7 separate regions of the Mus musculus genome follow, and regions 1, 2, 3, 4, 5 and 6 are each linked to region 7. Evidence: chromatin contacts called from public HiChIP or PLAC-seq and promoter capture Hi-C data. All regions are on one chromosome and are shown on one strand. Each heading gives the region's core, a stretch centred on a gene start, on an enhancer-like site or on the middle of the called end of the contact. The rest is flanking DNA. Distances are from core to core; before and after follow the strand shown.

Evidence for each region. Promoter capture Hi-C pulls out the DNA fragments that hold promoters and counts their contacts. HiChIP or PLAC-seq counts read pairs in DNA pulled down with a chosen protein or histone mark.
Region 1: an H3K4me3 HiChIP or PLAC-seq map of forebrain shows a contact between it and region 7, with 4 times the contacts expected there. The contact joins the promoter of Ccdc39 here to the promoter of Sox2 in region 7. A contact is called at or near these places in 8 of 39 promoter capture datasets (cranial neural crest, embryonic stem cells, frontonasal cranial neural crest and 4 more), 4 of 484 Hi-C or Micro-C datasets (cerebellum, cerebral cortex and cortical neurons) and 7 of 115 datasets of contacts at active chromatin or transcription factors (SST interneurons, astrocytes, bone marrow-derived dendritic cells and 4 more).
Region 2: a contact with region 7 is called in an H3K4me3 HiChIP or PLAC-seq map of neural tube, with 3 times the contacts expected there. The contact joins the promoter of 1700017M07Rik here to the promoter of Sox2 in region 7. A contact is called at or near these places in 5 of 39 promoter capture datasets (cranial neural crest, embryonic stem cells, hippocampal neurons and 1 more), 7 of 115 datasets of contacts at active chromatin or transcription factors (embryonic fibroblasts, embryonic forebrain, embryonic hindbrain and 4 more) and 1 of 9 other capture datasets (embryonic stem cells).
Region 3: a promoter capture Hi-C map of embryonic stem cells shows a contact between it and region 7, with 5 times the contacts expected there. The contact joins the enhancer-like site here to the promoter of Sox2 in region 7. A contact is called at or near these places in 4 of 39 promoter capture datasets (cranial neural crest, embryonic stem cells and second pharyngeal arch cranial neural crest), 10 of 115 datasets of contacts at active chromatin or transcription factors (craniofacial prominence, embryonic basal ganglia, embryonic forebrain and 6 more) and 1 of 9 other capture datasets (embryonic stem cells).
Region 4: a contact with region 7 is called in an H3K4me3 HiChIP or PLAC-seq map of embryonic stem cells, with 5 times the contacts expected there. The contact joins the enhancer-like site here to the promoter of Sox2 in region 7. A contact is called at or near these places in 5 of 39 promoter capture datasets (the SN4741 cell line, cranial neural crest, embryonic stem cells and 2 more) and 6 of 115 datasets of contacts at active chromatin or transcription factors (craniofacial prominence, embryonic hindbrain, embryonic stem cells and 2 more).
Region 5: a contact with region 7 is called in a promoter capture Hi-C map of embryonic stem cells, with 2.9 times the contacts expected there. The contact joins the enhancer-like site here to the promoter of Sox2 in region 7. A contact is called at or near these places in 6 of 39 promoter capture datasets (the SN4741 cell line, cranial neural crest, embryonic stem cells and 1 more), 2 of 484 Hi-C or Micro-C datasets (both in embryonic stem cells) and 8 of 115 datasets of contacts at active chromatin or transcription factors (cardiomyocytes, embryonic forebrain, embryonic hindbrain and 2 more).
Region 6: a contact with region 7 is called in a promoter capture Hi-C map of liver, with 5 times the contacts expected there. The contact joins the enhancer-like site here to the promoter of Sox2 in region 7. A contact is called at or near these places in 9 of 39 promoter capture datasets (cranial neural crest, embryonic stem cells, epiblast stem cells and 5 more), 7 of 484 Hi-C or Micro-C datasets (cortical neurons, embryonic somatosensory cortex, embryonic stem cells and 3 more), 8 of 115 datasets of contacts at active chromatin or transcription factors (embryonic brain, embryonic forebrain, embryonic hindbrain and 4 more) and 1 of 9 other capture datasets (embryonic stem cells).

The regions. Positions count from the first base shown.
Region 1 is chr3:33,843,009-33,845,708 of GRCm38.p6, reverse strand. It overlaps Ccdc39 (coiled-coil domain containing 39), which reads left to right and starts at 1,399. Exons shown (of 20, transcript NM_026222.2): 1 at 1,399-1,604. The coding sequence starts at 1,515.
Region 2 is chr3:35,274,874-35,277,573 of GRCm38.p6, reverse strand. 1700017M07Rik (a long non-coding RNA gene) reads left to right here and starts at 1,443. Exons shown (of 2, transcript XR_880766.1): 1 at 1,443-1,957.
Region 3 is chr3:35,436,457-35,439,156 of GRCm38.p6, reverse strand. No RefSeq gene overlaps it. Among named protein-coding and RNA genes, the nearest start is that of Gm38512, 32 kb to the right of the region's middle. Within about 2 kb of position 1,261, at least 3 of the 459 cell types and tissues checked have an H3K27ac peak or open chromatin away from gene starts, as enhancers often do. A contact at or near this core is called in embryonic stem cells, where this site is marked.
Region 4 is chr3:33,988,045-33,990,744 of GRCm38.p6, reverse strand. No RefSeq gene overlaps it. Among named protein-coding and RNA genes, the nearest start is that of Gm46833, 14 kb to the right of the region's middle. Within about 2 kb of position 1,279, at least 18 of the 459 cell types and tissues checked have an H3K27ac peak or open chromatin away from gene starts, as enhancers often do. A contact at or near this core is called in embryonic stem cells, where this site is marked.
Region 5 is chr3:34,033,665-34,036,364 of GRCm38.p6, reverse strand. All of the region lies in intron 1 of Fxr1 (fragile X mental retardation gene 1, autosomal homolog), which reads right to left. Among named protein-coding and RNA genes, the nearest start is that of Fxr1, 15 kb to the right of the region's middle. Within about 2 kb of position 1,349, at least 39 of the 459 cell types and tissues checked have an H3K27ac peak or open chromatin away from gene starts, as enhancers often do. A contact at or near this core is called in embryonic stem cells, where this site is marked.
Region 6 is chr3:35,241,656-35,244,355 of GRCm38.p6, reverse strand. No RefSeq gene overlaps it. Among named protein-coding and RNA genes, the nearest start is that of 1700017M07Rik, 33 kb to the left of the region's middle. Within about 2 kb of position 1,300, at least 8 of the 459 cell types and tissues checked have an H3K27ac peak or open chromatin away from gene starts, as enhancers often do.
Region 7 is chr3:34,648,696-34,651,395 of GRCm38.p6, reverse strand. It overlaps Sox2 (SRY (sex determining region Y)-box 2), which reads right to left and starts at 1,401. Exons shown (of 1, transcript NM_011443.4): 1 at 1-1,401. The coding sequence starts at 980. The coding sequence ends at 21. The region is part of intron 3 of Sox2ot (SOX2 overlapping transcript (non-protein coding)); the gene reads right to left. RefSeq lists a promoter at 1,164-1,914.

The DNA.
Region 1 (2,700 bases), core at 150-2,649, 810 kb after region 7:
ACTGGCACTGGGAAGGCAGTTGGGATATTATGTTTGTCAGCTCACCTTTTGGATGGGCCGTAGGTAGGAGTGTTGTGCTGTGAGCATCTTGCTGTGGATGCCGTTCTGCTCTTATGTTAAAGCTGACTGACTTGATCAGAACTTCGATGGTGTAGAGTTGGAAACCCAGAGCCAAATTATCTTGAGCTATCTTTAGTCTCCTTAATAGCCAGCCGTTCATTGCCCATTTGACCAGGTAATGCTTGTTGGGCTGTACTAACTTAGCAAACCACTAGCTTTCACCAACCCCAAAGCTATGAATGTCACCAGATAGTATTTGAAACCTATGGATAGCACTGACTTCCCAACTATGCTGTTGTTGGGAAGAAGCAAAGGAAACTTACTCCAGGCAGTACCATTTCGTTTTCAGACTCCATTTAATCATAGGGATAAAGTAAATTCAAGGTCCCAGATCCCAGGGAAGCCAGGGGCTTCCCCATAGCTGAACATCTTCTGTTGTAAACGGTTGAGTCTAGACATCTCAGGCACAACTTCTCTGTCTTGCTGGCAGGGTTAAACAAGTTCATATGCTCCTGCCAGCGTCTTTGTCCCCTTATCACTCTTAGCTCTGGACCTAATGTCTTGGAGAATGAATTAAGGACCTTGAAGCCAGGTGCTCTGTACAGGCTCAGTCTCCCAACAGGTACTCCCATGTTTAACACATAATGTCAAAATACAATTGGATAACGCTGCAGTTCCCACCAGCTCCCCACTTTGAATTGTGTTACCATCCTATAACAATGCTGTATAATCTCCCACCCCGTACGTGGTTCAGATCCCAAACTGGCTGCCTCCCTGAGCACTCAGAAAATAAAGCCTTAATTTTTAAATTTCCATCTCTAAAGTGAGTTTTCTCAGCTTCCATCTCAAACCCAATACTAACAGTCTTTGGTGATGTTTTCATCAATGCATTGGAAAAATGCCTTGATTTATTGCTTCCTTTTCTTCTGCAATTACAAAAACGTAGTGAAGCAAGTTTCCATGCGAGAACATGCTATTTGGGGCAGCCTGGATCTGTGTTCCCAGATCATGGTCCCTTATATATGACTTAAGAACAAATCTGAAGCCACTTTTGGGTATTATACTATCCCTCAATCTGGTGGTCGTCCATCCTGCTATCCTGTAGTCCACCATCCTGGCACCCCAGGAGCCTATGCCTTCCATCCCCGAACTTTGTGGTCCTCTGGAGCACCCGAGCTTCCAGATTTGCACGTTTTGGAAGTCCTGGGAGTGTATCTATCCGTGCAAAGAGAGCTGTGCCTCACAGACACAGGCAAGCAAATTCTACCGGCTGCAAAAAGGACAAGGGAATTCTCAAAGGAAGTTCCGCCTTCCAGCCTGAGTGCTTCCTGTTTGGTAACTAAGGGCGCCTGGCTGTTGCTAGGGCCGCGGAATACAGACGGTTAGGCTTGGCTGCGAGCTCCAGGGAACGGTTTTGGGTGGCTTGTCTGTGATTCCTTTGAGCCTCGTACGCCATGTGCAGTGAGTTCTTGTCAGAGCTGCACTGGGAAGATGGGTTCGCCATCCCCGTGGCCAATCAGGAGAACAAGATCCTGGAGGATCAGGTGAGGAGGACCGGGTGGGATTTAGGGGAGAGACGACCAGAGGGGAACAGCTGAGGAATGGTAAAAGGGCTGGTTGAACGCCGCCAGGACTGCCAATGGATGACCAGGTAAAGACTAGGTAAGGAGTGTAAATAGAGGATGCTGGGCTAGGTGGGTATCCAGTGGGAATCCGGGGGAGGGCCAGGGAAGACCAAGTCCCACGTACAGGTGCCGCGCTGCTCATTTGCACCTCTTGTGGCCTGACTTCATCACTTAGATCTGATACTCCGGCCTCCCCACTTTCTCTCCTGCTCCTATCAGTTACTACACATTTGAAAGTTTTATCGAAGCAACAATTTCTATTCAGGGCCATAAAACCCGAGTCTCACTCTTCCAGCTGTTTCAGGTGCCAGCTAGCAGGCCTTTCCCATCCAATTAAGGATCACAAATGCATTTTTGGTGTTTCCTAGTAACCACCATTTACACATGTGCACACACAAGACACATTCTTGCCAGCATTTGTGTTTCTGTGATGTTTAAAATCGCTTGAGGTGCTTTCAAGGAAAACATTTTAGTGAAGTATGCAATATAGAGTTTCAGAGTGAGAATCGAGGTGTCACAAGATGGTGAAATATTTCACATTGTTAGGACAAACCTGCACCAACTAAAATACATGCAGTTTAAGTCGTTTTTTTGTTTGTTTGTTTTTTGTTTTTTTAATTGCAACCGGCTCCACAAAGTTAATGCATCTTTAGCAGTCACCCAAAGTCCCACGAAATGGTACTAGGGTGTGGGGAAGAGGGAACCAAGAATTGAAGATTTGTGCAAATTGACAAGGTAGAAGAGAATATTTTCTGCCCTCTGAAAGTGAGCATAAAAGACTTTTGGGTAAATCTTCTGAGAAGACTGGAACGTTTGGAATGCTCTGCTCTGCTCTGCTCTGCTCTGCTCTGCTCTGCTCTGCTCTGCTCTGCTCTGCTCTACTCTACTCTGCTCTGCTTTGCTCTGCTCTCCCCTCTGGTTAGGATTGGGCATTTCCCCTTAAGGACCATCAATATTAGGACAGATAAAAGATCACTGCTGGTGCCCGAGTCATAGCCGCCAATTGAAGGTTTGG
Region 2 (2,700 bases), core at 194-2,693, 630 kb before region 7:
CAAATTAAAAGGATCTTTTCTGTTGACTATATAGTAAAATGAAGCCATGGAGAATACAGAGGAAGCTCATTCTGCCACCAAGAGGGTGTTTTAATGGCCAGTGGAAGGAGAAGGATAGGAGTGGATAGGAGAATGATAGCCATCAAAGCATCTTCCGTATCATGCAAGACAAGCAGGTAGCTGTCACATGGATTTGTCTCTACATGTCTGAGCGTGTGTTGTGCACACATCCCTGCCATGCTAACTAAGAACAACATCTTCATCATCAGAGGACTTCAAGGATGATCATTCTCTGATACAAAGGAAGTATACTTTGTGATGGTTTGAATAGGTTTAGCTCCCATAGACTCATGTGTTTGAATTCTTGGCCCATATGGAATGGACTATTAGGAGGTGTGGCCTTGTTGGAATAGGTGTGACCTTGTTGGAGTAAGTGTGTTACTAGGGGATGGACTTTAAGGTCTCAGAAGTTTAAGTCAGTGTACTTCCTGATGCCTGTGGATCAAGATGTAGAATTTTCAGATCCTCCAGCACCAAGTCTGCCTGCATGCAGTCATACATCTCACCATGATGATAATGGACTGAACCTCTGAAACTGTAAGCCAGACCCAATTAAATGTTTTCCTTTGTAAGAGTTACCTTAGTCATGGTGTCTCTTTATAGCAGTAACACTCTAACTAAAACAGAAGTTGGTACCAGGAGCTGGAGTATTGCTGAAATAGGCCTGATCACAATTTTGTTTGTAGGAATCTGGACTTTGGCACTTTGTATTAGAAAATCAATTGAACCCTTTAAGTGAGGCTTAATCAACCACACAAATAGGACCATGAAAGACATAGGTGCTAAGGGTGATTTGGACTGTAGAGGCCTTGGTCAAGAAGTTTCAGAGGAGAATAATGTTAGTATGTGGTCTAGAGACTGTTCTTGCAATAAATTGGTGAAAAATGTGGCTGCTTTCTGCACCTTGTCTAAAAAAAAAATCTGCCAGAGGTAAAACTGAAGAGCTTTAGATTAATTGCCTTGGCAGAGGAAATCTCAAAATAGCCTAGTATAGACTCTGTTTGATGATTACTGACGTTCCCTTTGTGATGATCTATAATGGAAAGGAGTAAGCTGAGCAAGAAAAAAAAATACAAAATGGATAATTTGAGGAGAAGGGGGAAACCAGGAAATGAAATGAAGGTAAGACTGTGTTCAAGGAAATAAACAAATTAAAGAAAAACCTGATATTAAATGGAATAAAGGAAGTGGTGACTTTAGGGCAAGGTCTCACTTGTAAAAAGGAATTAAAGAAAAGCTTAGAGCTGGGAGTATTGGTATACACCTTTAATCTCAGCATGGCAGAGTCATAGCCAGTCATAGTCATAGTCATAGTCATAGTCATAGTCATAGTCATAGTCATAGTCATAGTCATAGTCAGAGGCAGAGGCAGAGGCAGAGGCAGACAGGCAGAGGCAGAGGCAGAGGCAGAGGCAGACAGGCAGACAGGCAGACAGGCAGACAGGCAGACAGGCAGACAGGTAGACAGGCAGACAGGCAGACAGGCAGAGGCAGAGGCAGACAGGCAGACAGGTAGACAGGCAGACAGGCAGACAGGCAGAGGCAGGCAAATCTCTAGATTCAAGGTCAGCCTTGTCTACAGAGTAAGTTCCAGGACAACCAGGGTTGGACAGTGAAGGAAACCATGAAACATAGAGAGCTGATGAAGAGGTGATTGTGCACAACTTGGCAGTTTTGGCCACATGGTTCTACCTATAAAGTCAAGGCTAGAAGAAAGGGGTTATGGAATCTTTGTTCATAACTAAGGAAAGCCTCTGAGGCTAGGCATGAGGCAGGGGTGTCCCTGCATGGAGGTCCAGAGAGGCCGTGTGTGAAGCTGTGAAGGTGAAGCCTGGATTGCCTTAACCTGAAGATGTTGGAGATACCAGAGCCTTGGAATACCTGCTGAGGAAAACTGGTAAGAGGGAGTGGACCAGCCCAAGAGAATGTGTTACAGTCAACACAGCAGAAAAGAGCTGGAGATCTAAAGAGCACTTTGACATCATACTTGGAGATACAGAGTTTGGAGTTTGCTCAGCTGGTTTTCAGCCTTGCTTTGGCCCAGTATCTCCTCCCTATGCTCCCTCCCCTCCCTTTTGGAAAGGCAAGGTATATCCTGTGCCATTGTATGTTGGAAGTGTATGATCTGTTTTGTTTTGTTTTTTTATTATAGTCTATGGAACTTTGGAAGTTGGACTGATGCCATTTTTACATTATGGTATGGTTACAAGCCTGTGGGGGGCAAGGATTGGAATGTTCTGGGTTGAATGGGAATTATCCCAATAGACTCATGTGTTTGAGTGCTTGGACCATAGGCAGTGGCACTGTTAGGAGATGTGGCCTTCTTAGAGTAGATGTGGCCTTGTTAGAGGAAGCATGTCACTGGGGGTGGGATTTTATAATGTTCAAGGCAGGCCCAGCGTTTTTCTCTCTTCTTGCTGCCTGTGAATCGGGATGTAGAACTTTCAGCTCCTTCTCTAGCACCTTGTGTGTATGAATGCTGCCATGCTTCCTGCCATTGTAATAATGGACTGATCCTCTGAAACTGTAAGCCAGACCCAATTAAATGCTTTCTATTGTAAGGGTTGCCATGATCATGGTGTCTCTTCATGGTAATAATGATATATCTCTTCTTCCTGCCTTGTCAATGCTCTGACTCAA
Region 3 (2,700 bases), core at 12-2,511, 790 kb before region 7:
CCACAACCTCCACATCCAGATTCAACTCTACTTGCTGCCCAGATGTGGTGCAGGGCTGGCTCTCCCAGGTGCCGCCGCTGATGACTGGCAGGGATAGCTCTCTTGCTCTTGTGACCCCAGGGACAGGTCTCCTACTTGTCACAGGCAATGAGGGGAAAAGGAGTGAGATGGTATCTTTCCCTCTTCCATGTGACTGCACAGGAGACAAGTGGTAGGGCCAGCTTTCCCATGCTTATATCCTTGGGGCCAGCTCACCCTCAACTCCAACAATGCACAGGGACCACTCGCCTGAGTACAGCAGCTGGCTGGGGTCAAGACCCCTGCTCTCATGCCGTGGGGTCAGCTCTCTCAGGATGACCAGGTGAGGGATGGGGCCCGTTCTGCACAGCCATCAGACATCAATATGCCCTCAGGTGGCAGAACACACCAGGGATGTCTGCTTGGTCTTTTGGGGTAACAGATTCCTGCTGCTGCAGGACCATAAACCCAGGCATGATTCCTGGTAGCAGCACAAGATGGGAGCCCACTGTACTCCCAGGTAGTATCACAGCTACCCCTCACTACTCTCAGGTCTCCAGTTTCGCCTCTCCTTATGGTGGCCACATCCTTCTGTTTCTTTCCCTTCTATGACACCACCACTTATTTGTTCCTCTCAATGGCTCGTGGGGACTCTGAGTGTCTGGGGTTGGCTCAGAAGTGTCCTCAGGAGTTCTGTACCATGCTTGGTCATTATGAAGCTAGGCAGGGCATGGTCTACCCTACCCTGCTTCCTGCCTGCAGGGCACCAGACTAGTAGTCATGCCAGGCTAGTTCCCTGTCGCTGACTGAGTAGGCCCTTTGTGGGGGTTGTCTTTCTCAGGTTCACTCCTGCCTGGGATCCGTGCGAGGGCCGGCCTGGCACCAGACTGGTTGCCATCTCAGACTCGCTTTGTTTTCAGGGAGTGTTAGGCTACCATTAGTCATTCAGACGCTCATAGGTCAGGTGAGCTTTTCAAATCTATCAAATTGAAGGCTGAGTTCTCTTCAACATTAATATCTCTTTACTAAATTTAGTTTTCTTTTCTTCTTTTTCCCCCTATTTTTTTTTTTTTTTTTTTTTAGATAGGATTTCTCTGTGTAGCTTTGGAACTCACTCTGTAGACCAGGCTGGCCTTGAACTCACAGATATCTTCCTGCCTCTGCCTTCTGAGTGCTAAGCTTAAAGGCATGTTCCACCACTGCCTAGCTTGATTTCTGTTTTTAAATTCCAGTTTGTCCTTGACACTCCCTCCATTCAATAGTGCCTTTGTTCCTTTGGCTGTCATCCTTGGCTTAGCGCTCACCTCTTTAAGTTCACAGAGATTCCCTGCCACTGCTCTGTCTTCTTTAACTCCTTGAAATTTTGGATCAAGTTGTTCTTTTAAATTCTGTGGGATAGGGTTCATCTAGGTTAACTCTCATTGGGACTAGAGTTTGGAGAAGGACATACTGTTTTGACATTTCATAGGTCTGTGCTTTATGATGGAACCTGTGCATATAGACTTCTTTTTTGGTTGTATGTCTGATGTGGGGTTCTAGCTTGCCCCAGGTTAGGATGATATAAACCAAAGCTGAGCCTGAGAATGTGAGGTAGTGCTTGGTTCTCTATTTCTTTGTGACAACCAAGGTTGCCTATTGGTTTTGAAGGTGGCGTTAAGGTAATAAATTTGTGCTGTAATTAGCCATATGTTACGAATTTTGGATATTTTGTTAAAACCAAAACAGGAAGGCGATATGACTCAGCTTTTCCTTTAGCTCCTGATATTCTTTATGCCTTTTTGTTTTGTTTTTGTTTTATATACTGATCTTAAGTTATTCAACCATACTAAATTTGTTAGTTCTAGTAGCTTTTTTTCCTAAAGCCTATCACAGTGAGGGTGCCCCCTTTTCTGTTTCTTGGCCCGTTATACTGCCATCTCTAGTTCAGAGTTGGCTGGAGGTAGTGATAGTGATTTTGTTCCTGATCTATAGGGGGAAATGGTCAACTTCTCATTATTACATGTGATGGAAACTCTGTATTCTCAGATGTTGTTGTATTGTGGACTGAACCTTCAGCTTCACACAACCTAAGCAAACACTCTGCCACTGAGCTAGATCCCAGCTCATCTTTTTGTAAATTATTTTTATCAATTTGAAACTTTCTGTTATTTTCAGTTCTCTGAGAGGTTATTTTTCCACCAATAGCACCCATTAGGTAGTTTTCAAATTATGTTGGAGGGTCATTTATTGAGATCATCATATGGTCTTCTTGTTTTTTAATGTAATCACTTATTGTAATTGACTTTGAATGGTAAACCAATCTCCTATTCATAGAATAACCCAACCCAGTTTGCCATGATATGTTAGCCGTTCTGTTTATATTGTTTCTATGTGCAAAATTGTATGAATAGTTAATTTATCATAATAAGGGAAATTGCTCTGTCATTTTCCTATCTTGCGATGATTTTATGTTTCAATACATTCTATACAACAGGCCAATACTAGCCTCAGATAATTAATACAGAAATATTAACTTCACTTCAATTTTCTAAAAAGAGTTTGAATAGAATTGATGTTACTTTTTACTTAAATGATGGGTAGAGTTCACCAGTGTAGTCTTCTAAGCCTGGAGATGTCAATGTGACATGATTTTAAACAATAAATTTAATTTCTTTAATAGAAGAAAACTACTCAAGTTGTCTG
Region 4 (2,700 bases), core at 30-2,529, 660 kb after region 7:
CTTTGGTTTCAGCTGGATTATGTTGCAAAGCGAGGTCAGCAGGTAGTGTATTCTTCTAAGTTCCTGTGGGAACTTGCATGTGCAACCAAGGCAGGTGACTCCACCTAGGTCGTGAAGGTCTGTTGTGGCACGAACTCAAGGTCTGTTCAGCCGGCTCCAGGCTGGGATGGGCACGCTGACCCTTTGGTCTCACTTGCCTGGGTGCTTGGACCTCAGGCTTAGTGCTACCACGCCCAGCAATAAATCCGTTGTTTGTTTGTTTGTTTTTGGGGAGGAGTACTGGTGAGGCAGGGTCTCCCTGTAGCCATGGCTATCCAGGAACTCACTAGAACACTAGGTTGGCCTTGGACTCACACATATCTGCCTGCCTCTGCCTGCCTCTGCCTGCCTCTACCTGCCTCTGCCTGCCTCTGCCTCCCAAGTATTGGGATTAAAGAGAACACCATCATACCAGCAAGAAATCTTATTTTTAACGTATTAGCATAACATTGGGCACTTTATAGACTATACTGTGATTTACAAAGATGGTTCAACTGTGATACCTAAGCATAAAAAGGATAAGCCTGGCTTATCCCAGGAAGAGTATATTCTATGTTGAATGCAATTTTCTCAGAGGCATGGAATACAAAATGTCCTGGGTCGGTCGTCGGGTTCCATTTCTGCTGTGTATTTCATGACTTCTCCCTTTGTTCACCTCTATGGTCAGGCACTGAAGCATATTAAGTAACTTAAAAATTCTTAAAAATCCTCCTTCCTGGGCTGAAAATATGTCTCCAAGAGAAAGATTGTCTCCTAAGCCTGACAACCTGACTTGGCTCCTAGGTCCCAGCCCAGGGAAGGCAAGAACCGACTCCCACAAATTGTCATCTAACCTCCACACACAGGCCTTAGTATGCACACACACAGAGACCTATACATACACACAAAAAAGAAATCAGTGTAATAACTTTGTTTTAACCTCCTCCTCCCCCAACACTATCCTGACCTATCCTCTCTGCTCCCACTTTTCTTTCTGTGTAGGGCTACGGATGGAACCTAGGGCCAGGACCATGCTAGGCAAAAGCTCTGACAATATACCACACCCTATTCCTCTCCGTCTGTTCAACTCACAGAGGCCATTGATTGACTAGATGACAGACCGTCTGTCCCAGGACCCTGAATTCCTGACCTTGGTGGTGGACACAGAATTCTGATCCCATCAGCCACAGCGCCGCTGATCTCCATAGAAACAATGGCAGTGTTTCCTTGAGTCTGAAGCTCAGAACTCAGCGACTGGAGCGCTGGGGCTCAGTGTGCCCTTGTGACACTGTGTTGAGTACTGCCAAAGACACTTACTGCAAGCACCGTGTTATCTGCTGCTATTTCTGCACTGTAGACTCCTAGGTCTGGGGCGTTAGCTTAGGGAACATTCCTGCTTCTAAAAGACAGATTATCAAGAAACAGTCCTATGTCACACAGCATTCCGTTTTACAGTTCATGCTCCATGCATTTTAGTAAATTTTTTTTTTATGATTGTGTGGTCAACACCACAGCACATTTTAGAACTTTTTAAAGCCCCGAAAGGCACCCGGTGCCCATCAACATTCATTTGCTGACCTCCTTCCAGCCCTTCAGTATTATTCATTTTTCTGTCACTATGAATTTACCTATGTATGGTATTTCAAATGAACAGTATCATGAAGTGTAGCTTTTCATTGTGGCTTCTTGTGTTTGAGACAGTGCTTTGAAAGTTGACCTGTGGCGGAGAATCCCATCCCTTCTTGTTGCTGAGAGTCTTCTGGGTGGACCACTCTCTTTGGTTGCTTGTACTTTTAGTATTGGACCTAAGAAACTTCTTAATTAACGAATCATTAAACACATCGGCTATTTTAAAAGTTTTGTTTACTTTTATTTCATGTGCATTGGTGTTTTGCCGGCATGTATGTCTGTGTGAGGGTGTTGGATCCCCTGGAACTGGAGTGACAGACAGCTGTGAGCTGCCATGTGGGTGCTGGGAATCGAACCCCCATTCTCTGAAAGAGCAGCCAGTGCTCTCAACTGCTGAGCCACCTCTCCAGGCCCCACAAACTATTAACAAAACCAATCTGAAACAAAAATAAGCATCCTTATGTACTCCAGGGTGAGCAGTTGTGATTGCATCTTTATCTACTCCCGGGATGGGCAGTGGTGCATACCTTTAATCCAGCACTTGAGAGCAGAAGCAGGTAGATTTCTGGGAATTTGTGGCCAGCCTAGTGTACAAAGCAAGTACCATGATTAAAAAACAAAGGTAAAATAACACTCTCATGTTTCATTCAAGGAGTTATGTAGAATTAGAATTATGGCTATGGTATATTTTGTGTGAAGCTTTGTGTAGGATGTGAGGTAGGGTTCTGCATTCTTGATTTTAGCCTATCATTATCTTATTTTGAGGCAGAGATTCAAGCATCCTAGACAAGCCTCAAATTCACTTTGTGGCAGCGGATGAACTTCTGACTTGCTGCCTCTAAGAGCAGGTGCTGGGTTTCCATGCTTGGAACATGCACTGATGGGGATCGAACTCACAGCTTTGTCCATGCTAGGCAAGAACTCTGTTGTATCCCCAGCCCATAAATTCTTTACCCTCTTATGTGTAGCTGTATAGTTATCCCAAGGCCATTTGTTAATAGTCTATTGACCCATTGAATAGTCTTGGCACTCTGTAAAGAAATCATCCAACTA
Region 5 (2,700 bases), core at 100-2,599, 610 kb after region 7:
GTGAATTAGTTAAATCCACTTTGGTTCCTGGCTGTCTCGAGCTGGGCTGTGAACGAAAGACACAAACACACACAACAGCTAATTTTGATATACCTTGACTAGCTAGCTCAATGACTGGGCACTTCTAAACCTCCCCAAGGCAAGCACACACTCCCCTCCAGTATTCCCGAGTTAATATCTTTTAAAATCTGTATTTCATCTCTGCTACTGCAGACCCAATGGGGAAAATAGCCCCTAGAGCCACTTTCCGGGAATCTTCCATGTTGGCAGGACTTTAAACTTGTTCTCCTTGCTCCCGGAATGGCTGTCCTGGAACCTCAAACTCACAGAGCTCCACTTGACTCTACCCAGGAGTGCTGGGATTAAAGGCGTGGGCCACCCCGCCTGGCTTTAGAATTTTTTAAATGAGGGTAAAGAGAGTGATTTACTTTTAAGCAGTACTCAGACTTTTTGCTAATTCTTATGGAAAATTAAGCTGGGTGTGGTGGCACAAGGCCTGAAACACTAACTCTCAAGAGGCAGAGCAGGTTCAAAGTCAGCCAAAACTGAAAAGATCTAGTTTCAAATTAATCAAGGGATGGGAACTGCAGCTCAGTGGTAGAGCACCTGTACTCAATTTTCACCACCACCACAAATTTGTCTTCACAAAATTAATGATTAAAAGACTTAATAAATTTCTTCCAGGCAAGATAGCATGTGCCTCTTATTCCCAATGTTCAAGAAGCTGAATCAAGAGAATAAGCTCAAGGACAGTCCAGACTACATAGTGAGTATGAAGGCAGAATGAACCAAACAGAAAACCTGCCTCAAAAACGGGGTAGGGTATGGAAAAAATTTTTATTTTTTAAAAAAATTGGGGGGAGGGGAGGACATAAGTAAATTATTCATAATCCCAGTGTAAGGAAGTCATTTCTAATAAAGAATTTTGAGACAAAACAAAACCCACCTAAAAGCCGAGCCATGATAAATCACAAAGGAAAGAAGGTGGGCTGGGGGTAGAGGTTAACTCTCAACTAAGAGTTAAATTCCGTAAGTTTCCCAGTCAATAAGAACATGAGGAAAGACCAAACAATGAAATTGAGACTCTAGTTTTAATATATACAACTTTTAAGATGTTACATGTGTTACAATTTCTTCTACCTTTGCTCTTTTCCTATTTCACTTTGTTTTGTGACCCACATTATCAACATAAACAACTTTGCTTCGGTTTTCAAGTATCTACCCTCAGGTGCTTGGCAGGTTTGATATGGAAGCATAAACAGCTTGAAGAAAGTACACAGTACAACACAGAACAGCCATTGAAGATACAGTTTTGAAATGATCTTCCAAATCCTCTCATTTTAGAGAAAGAAACAACTGCAGCAATACATATCAACACCAACCCAAAGTTTCACTTCCTGGAATGTTACAAACAGTACTTTAAAAAAAAAAATCTCATTCTTTTTTAAGAGCTCTTTCCATTAAAGAGAAACAGTGGATTTAAGTCTTACAACAATACTACCAGTAGAAATGATGGAGACTTTCATATTTACAGAAAAAAATCATCAAAACCCAATTTGTAACAGGAGAGCACAGTGAAGTCTTGCTAGAACCACCATTCATCTGAAATCTGTAGATCTGAAGCAGAAGCAGGGGAATCGGGTATCAGATACCCAAGGTCGTCTTTGGTCAGTTAGGAGTTCTACAGCAACCAGCCCTCTCAACGAAAAATAAAAAGGCTATAGACAGGAATCCTTTTGAAACCACTACCACTAAATTGGAGGCAGAAAAGAAAGACAGGGAAATTAATGAGACCTGGAAAGGGGAAGGAGCCATCAGCTTGATGAAGTTCCTGGCCAGCTTAAAGAATTCCAGCCAAATTAACATTTGCTAAGATTGCTTACACACAGCAAAGGGCCTTGTTTAAAGCCTGAATATAGGATCATCAATATAGCCACCCTCCTTTTCCAGCCACAAACTTTCAATTCTCCAAGTATCTCACAAAAACTCCACTTTACAGAAAATAAGTCTTGACCTCCTTTTGATATATGATTTCACCTTATCAGACTACAATCCCATCCAAATCAGCTCCAGAGACACCCTAAACCTCTTTACTGAAAGAGAAGAGAAACAGGGGAAGGGATATCTTAGCATCAAGCTAACTTCAGAACTACCAAAATTGTCTATGGCTCTTGCTGACACTTTCTCAATAAGTCTACACCTACACTTAAAGAATTCTTACGGCTGCAGCAGATGACAGAATGCAGTAGTGTCTCCAGCTCCCAGGCCCCACGGCCACTGCCATAACCCATTTGGAGAATTATATGGCCAAGCTCAATTATTACTTTTGGTTGTTTAAGACCTCATCAAATGTCTTCCTTTTATGCAATCCACTACAAACTAATGTATACTCCTTACAAAAGGGGAAACAGAAACTAAAACCCCACAGCTAGCGTTCAGCAAACAAACCACCAACTGTATGTAATCAGGAACTAAACAGCTAAAAGCTACAAAACTGAGTTTAGGATGGTAGTCTAGATAAAAATAAATATATTAGACTTACATGCTATAAAAATTCAAACTCTAAATTTGTTAGAGCTAAGGTTTCTACTGCAAAACAAACTACTAGCAACAAGAGAAAAGCTAACACAGCTTTCTAAAGTGAAGACATGCCTCAGCCTAATCCTTAACTTTTTTGTTTGTCTGTTTAATGATTTGTTT
Region 6 (2,700 bases), core at 51-2,550, 590 kb before region 7:
GGTCCCATATTGTATAAGCTACACTTTCCTTTTATGGGCGTCTGACGACTTCTCACACATTAATAGATGCAGATCTCCATCAGATAGCATATACTGTTCCATAACGTGAATATACCAGAAAGTACCCAGTTGGTTGACATTTTCTGCTTGTTTTTTTTTTTTTTTCTTTAAACAAGTGTTAGTAACTGACATCTGTATACAAGTGGATATCTGCAGGAGAATTTCTTAGACTTGGAATAACTACTCTCATTTACTCACAACAAATAGCAGCACTCTGTAACATCTCCTAATAAATGTGCTGTGCTCCAGGGTCCGTTATTCAAGCAGACAAGGGAAGTTCTCTCTGAAACTCCACACTCCCGAGTAAAACACTGGAAAAGCATTTTCCTACTCTTTAATGTGATTCATGCAGGGTTGTTTGTCTACAGCTCACCCTTCGGCTGCTTTTCTCATGGTTGTATGTGTGTGTGTGTGTGTATGTATGTATGTATGTATGATGTATTTTCTACGAGGTAGATGGGTGTTTCCACAGGCAGCATGAAAGGATGATGACAGGGGTTTATTTGTACAGAAGAGATCCCTGAACCATATGACCTCAGTGTTCTATGTCCTGTGTGCACTCAGAGTCCAATTGTGGGGAAACTTCTGCTCCTCAGAGTGTGACCCTGTGGAACAGAGACATGTCATTGCAGAGGGCTCCCTAGCACCTCCTCTCTGACACACGTAACTGGCACACATATCCCATCAGCCCCCAGGAAACACACTTGCATGTGAACTGGGTACTTATGTGAGCAGCACTAAGGCAGCTCTCAGCCCAGTTCTGCATTAGGATCATACTGTAGGTTTGTGGAGGTGCGTGTGCATGCGCATGCGTGTGCACATTCATGAGGTTAGGTTGGCTGGCCTGTGAACTCCAGGATGCGCTTCCCTGCCTCACTGGTGCTGCCTGAGCTGGGATGACGACCATTTACCACCTCTTTCTTGTTCACATGGGTATGCGGGACCAAACTCGGGACCTGGCTTTTGCCCAGTCAGCACTTTACCATTTGATCTATCTTCTGACTCTACCATCTTTAGAATTTTAATTATTCACATATTAATGAATACAAGGCTCATCTCCCAGCAACTGTAACTCTGATGTGCTTGGTGGGGGAGGGGACGGGCAAGGTATTGTTCTTATTGTTATTTACTTCCTAAATCATTCCTACTGGAGGAGCTGGAGAAAGACATTCTGACAGAGGCCCTGTCCCCAGTGCTGGCTACAGGAAGTGCTATCAGTAGCAGCTCAGTGCCTACACTGGGTCTGACCCGGCCTCCAGTCCCCAACGCTCCCCATGCACCAATCTCCAGTGCCTCCCCAGCATGCCTGTGGCCAGATCCCAGAAGGAAAAGTGACAAACTCATGTCACCAGGATGGCCTCACAGCCTGTGATGTCTGTCTCACTTCTCTGCCTTCTACCAAAAAAAGACCTTAACTCCACTCAGCCAAATCCCACACAAGGTTTTCCAGCTTCACCCTTTACATGGGTCTTTACTCTCTTTCACACAGATGCCTATTAAGAGGCAGTCCTTAAAACGTGCCTTTCTGGGAAGCCTGCCTTTTCATTTCTTGATTTTAAAGAAGGGCCTGGCTTAAGAAATGTAAATGAAGTCCCAGGCAGCTCAGCGTATGCACATGAAACTTTGGAATTTTTCTCTGGGTCTTGGCTTCTAAAGAAAAGTTTTCTCTGGGCTGTTGCTCACTCTCCCCTCCCACCGACAGTTCTTAGCAATTGGAGATCAGCCCCTGCTCTGTGCAGGTGAGAATGTTTGCTAAGGCAAGCTGGTAATCCTAGGTGGAGAGGCAAGTGCTTAAAGCTCTGGTAGGGAGGGTCTCGGTGCCTTTCTTTGGAATGCGATATTATCACTAGATTAAGAAGCTAGACACCTGGTGAGGAAATATTAGCCTGATTCTGTCTGGGCGTTTTTGATGTCTTCCTGGATTATTACTGGTTGGAGAGTTTTCCGTTCTAGTCAAGATTGCATGACCCTGAGAGCCTCAGAAATGCAACTAAGAGAGCAGAAGGAGGGAACCGTGCAAAAACATGTTTAATAAGATGAATCTCTAGATTGCTGGCTCCTTTTAGTGATTGTCATCACGTTTATGGTGATTACGTAGGAGACCGTCACTTGCCAATGGAGACTTCATGGTGCTAGTGCAGCCATTTGTTCCTTCATTTAGACTCAGTATTTCTTATAGGTCCCACTGCCACAGAAAATGGCAAGCTACCATGGAGCCTCTAGGATGACTGTAGAAACCTCCTAAGAGCAAGTATAATAGTAATAATAGAAACAAAACAAACCCAGCATGCATGTCCCCAAAGAGAACAAACAGTGTGTGATTCTCGGGTGCTGCTGATAGGGACTCTGGTTTGAGTTTAGCCATGCTAAAGAAGAGAACTCAGGCTGAGGGGATAGCCCAGAGGGAAACATGCTTGCTACCTGAGCACAAGGACCTGAGTTCCATTCCCAGAACCCGCAGAAAAAGCTGTGTGCGGTGGTACATACTTCTAATCCTAGCAGTTAGAGAGGCAGAGATTGGTAGGTCCCTGGAGTTCACTTGGCTGAACAGCCTAGCTTGATCAGTAAGTCCCAGGTCCCAGCGAAAGATGTGGCGTCAAGAAAACAATGTGAATGATACATAAAAAAACTCGAACCCTG
Region 7 (2,700 bases), core at 152-2,651:
TCCAGTTCGCAGTCCAGCCCTCACATGTGCGACAGGGGCAGTGTGCCGTTAATGGCCGTGCCGGGCACCGGGCCGCTCTGGTAGTGCTGGGCCATGTGCAGTCTACTGGGCGCAGCGGGCTCCGGCACCTCGGCGCCGGGGAGGTACATGCTGATCATGTCCCGGAGGTCCCCGGCCTGGCAGGGCGCCCTGGAGTGGGAGGAAGAGGTAACCACGGGGGGGCTGGAGCTGGCCTCGGACTTGACCACAGAGCCCATGGAGCCCAGCGCCATACCGGGGGTGCCCTGCTGCGAGTAGGACATGCTGTAGGTGGGCGAGCCGTTCATGTAGGTCTGCGAGCTGGTCATGGAGTTGTACTGCAGGGCGCTGACGTCGTAGCGGTGCATCGGTTGCATCTGTGCCGCGCCGTGAGCGTTGAGGCCCGGGTGCTGCGGGTAGCCCAGCTGCTCCTGCATCATGCTGTAGCTGCCGTTGCTCCAGCCGTTCATGTGCGCGTAGCTGTCCATGCGCTGGTTCACGCCCGCACCCAGGCCGGCGCCCACCCCAACCCCGCTCGCCATGCTGTTCCCGCCGGGGGCCAGCAAGCCTCCGGGAAGCGTGTACTTATCCTTCTTCATGAGCGTCTTGGTTTTCCGCCGCGGCCGGTATTTATAATCCGGGTGCTCCTTCATGTGCAGAGCGCGCAGCCGCTTGGCCTCGTCGATGAACGGCCGCTTCTCGGTCTCGGACAAAAGTTTCCACTCCGCGCCCAGGCGCTTGCTGATCTCCGAGTTGTGCATCTTGGGGTTCTCCTGGGCCATCTTACGCCGCTGCCCCCGGGACCATACCATGAAGGCGTTCATGGGCCTCTTGACGCGGTCCGGGCTGTTCTTCTGGTTGCCGCCGGTCGCCGCCGCCGTGGCGTTGCCTCCTCCGCCGCCGCCCCCCGAAGCTTGCTGCGGGCCCGGCGGCTTCAGCTCCGTCTCCATCATGTTATACATGCGGGCGCTGGGCGGGCGCGGCCCGCCGGCGGCCGCCAACCCTCGGCCCGGCCGGGACTGTGGGGGCCGCGCTCGGGGGCCGGGATGCAGGGGCCGCGGGCGGGGGCCTCGGCGTGCACGGCCCTGCGCGGAGATCTGGCGGAGAATAGTTGGGGGGAAGCGGAGCTCGAGACGGGCGAAGTGCAATTGGGATGAAAAAACAGGCGCTCTCCTCCTCGGGCCGCCGCGATTGTTGTGATTAGTTTTTGGAAAGGCTTAAGCCTCGGGCTCCAAACTTCTCTCCTTTCTTTCTCTCTCCTCTTCTTTCTCCCAGCCCTAGTCTTAAAGAGGCAGCAAAGTACTTTTCCCTTTTTGCAAACACTCTCTTCTCTGCCTTGACAACTCCTGATACTTTTTTGAACAAGTTAATAGACAACCATCCATGTGATGGGGGCTGTCAGGGAATAAATGGGTTTCCGGCGGCCAATCAGCGAGCGCCGGCTCCTGCGCCCGAGCCCAGCCTCGCCAGAGGGTTTTGCATGAAAGGGGGCGGGGCCTGCCGCGCCGCCGAGCCGAGCCCAGCAGAGCGCTGTGCCCCGAACCGCGCGGGGGAGGCGGGCCCGCAGCCGGCCGCTGGGGAACCTTTGTATCCCCCCCCCCCGCCCCCCGTTTTCAGCAACAGGTCACGGCGCACGCCTGTTCGAAGGAAGTGGGTAAACAGCACCAAGACGACAGCTCCTTTCCCCCATGCTACGGAATATTGGCTCTCTCTTGGATACATAAGGGTGGATGGGGCGCGGGAAGCTGGGGCCAGGGTGGGGCAAGGCCCATGGGTGGTTCAGGGCGACTGTCCAACTAGTATTTCAGGAAGCTGGCAGAGCCGGAGGTGGTGTGCCATTGTTTCTGCGCTCATCCGCGGCACTGCGCTCTGTCGCAGCCCCTCTTCCAACCTTGTCGCCAGCACCCACTCACCCCCTCTTCTCACCGTACAGACGAGAAGTTAGACCCAAGCCTCGGGCCTCAGCGCCCTCCTGGCTTCCGTGTCATCGGCTCGGTTCCCAAACACGAGTCCTCTGCCCATGTAGCTGACTGTAGAGCAGAGCTAGGACCAGGCCTTGTTCCCAGCCTTTTCCTAGGCCGACTCAGGTGTGGCTCAAGGAACCGCAGCACGTGTCCTCAACCCCTAATTCCCTACTCCACCAACCTGCCCCATCCAAAGGGTGCAAAGGCAAAGCTGGAACTCTGCTCCCGCTCTTTCTAACTCCCAACCCTGACACAAGAGGATTTTTAGTGGTGGCAGTTTCAGAGGAAACCTTGGGGACGAAAGCATCAACGGAAAGAAGCTCCCGAGTGCAGGGGATGGGGGGAGGGTCACGCAACTTCCTGGCATCCCACCGCGAGGCGCGGAGGTGGCATTTGGGCTGCGCTCACAAACTCCCTCCCACGCAGCGTTCTCAGGATGGGGCAGCGCAGCCGGCATTGCCCCTGCTGACAGGCACGGTGGTAGTCACGAAGGCCCGGCCGAGAGGCGCCGGGGCCTGGGAAGCGCGCGGGGTCCAGAGGTGCAGGTGCAGGCGGAGAGAAGGCCCGCCGAACCCGAGGAGCCGGCACCAAGCAAGCCCAGGCTGTGGGAGAATGGGCTGGGGGCGGGGGTAGGGGTTCAAGAATCTTGCCTGCCCAGGACCCGAGAGGGTAATTTTAGCCGATCTCCCATTGTCCAGACGTAAAGATTTCAATCGGC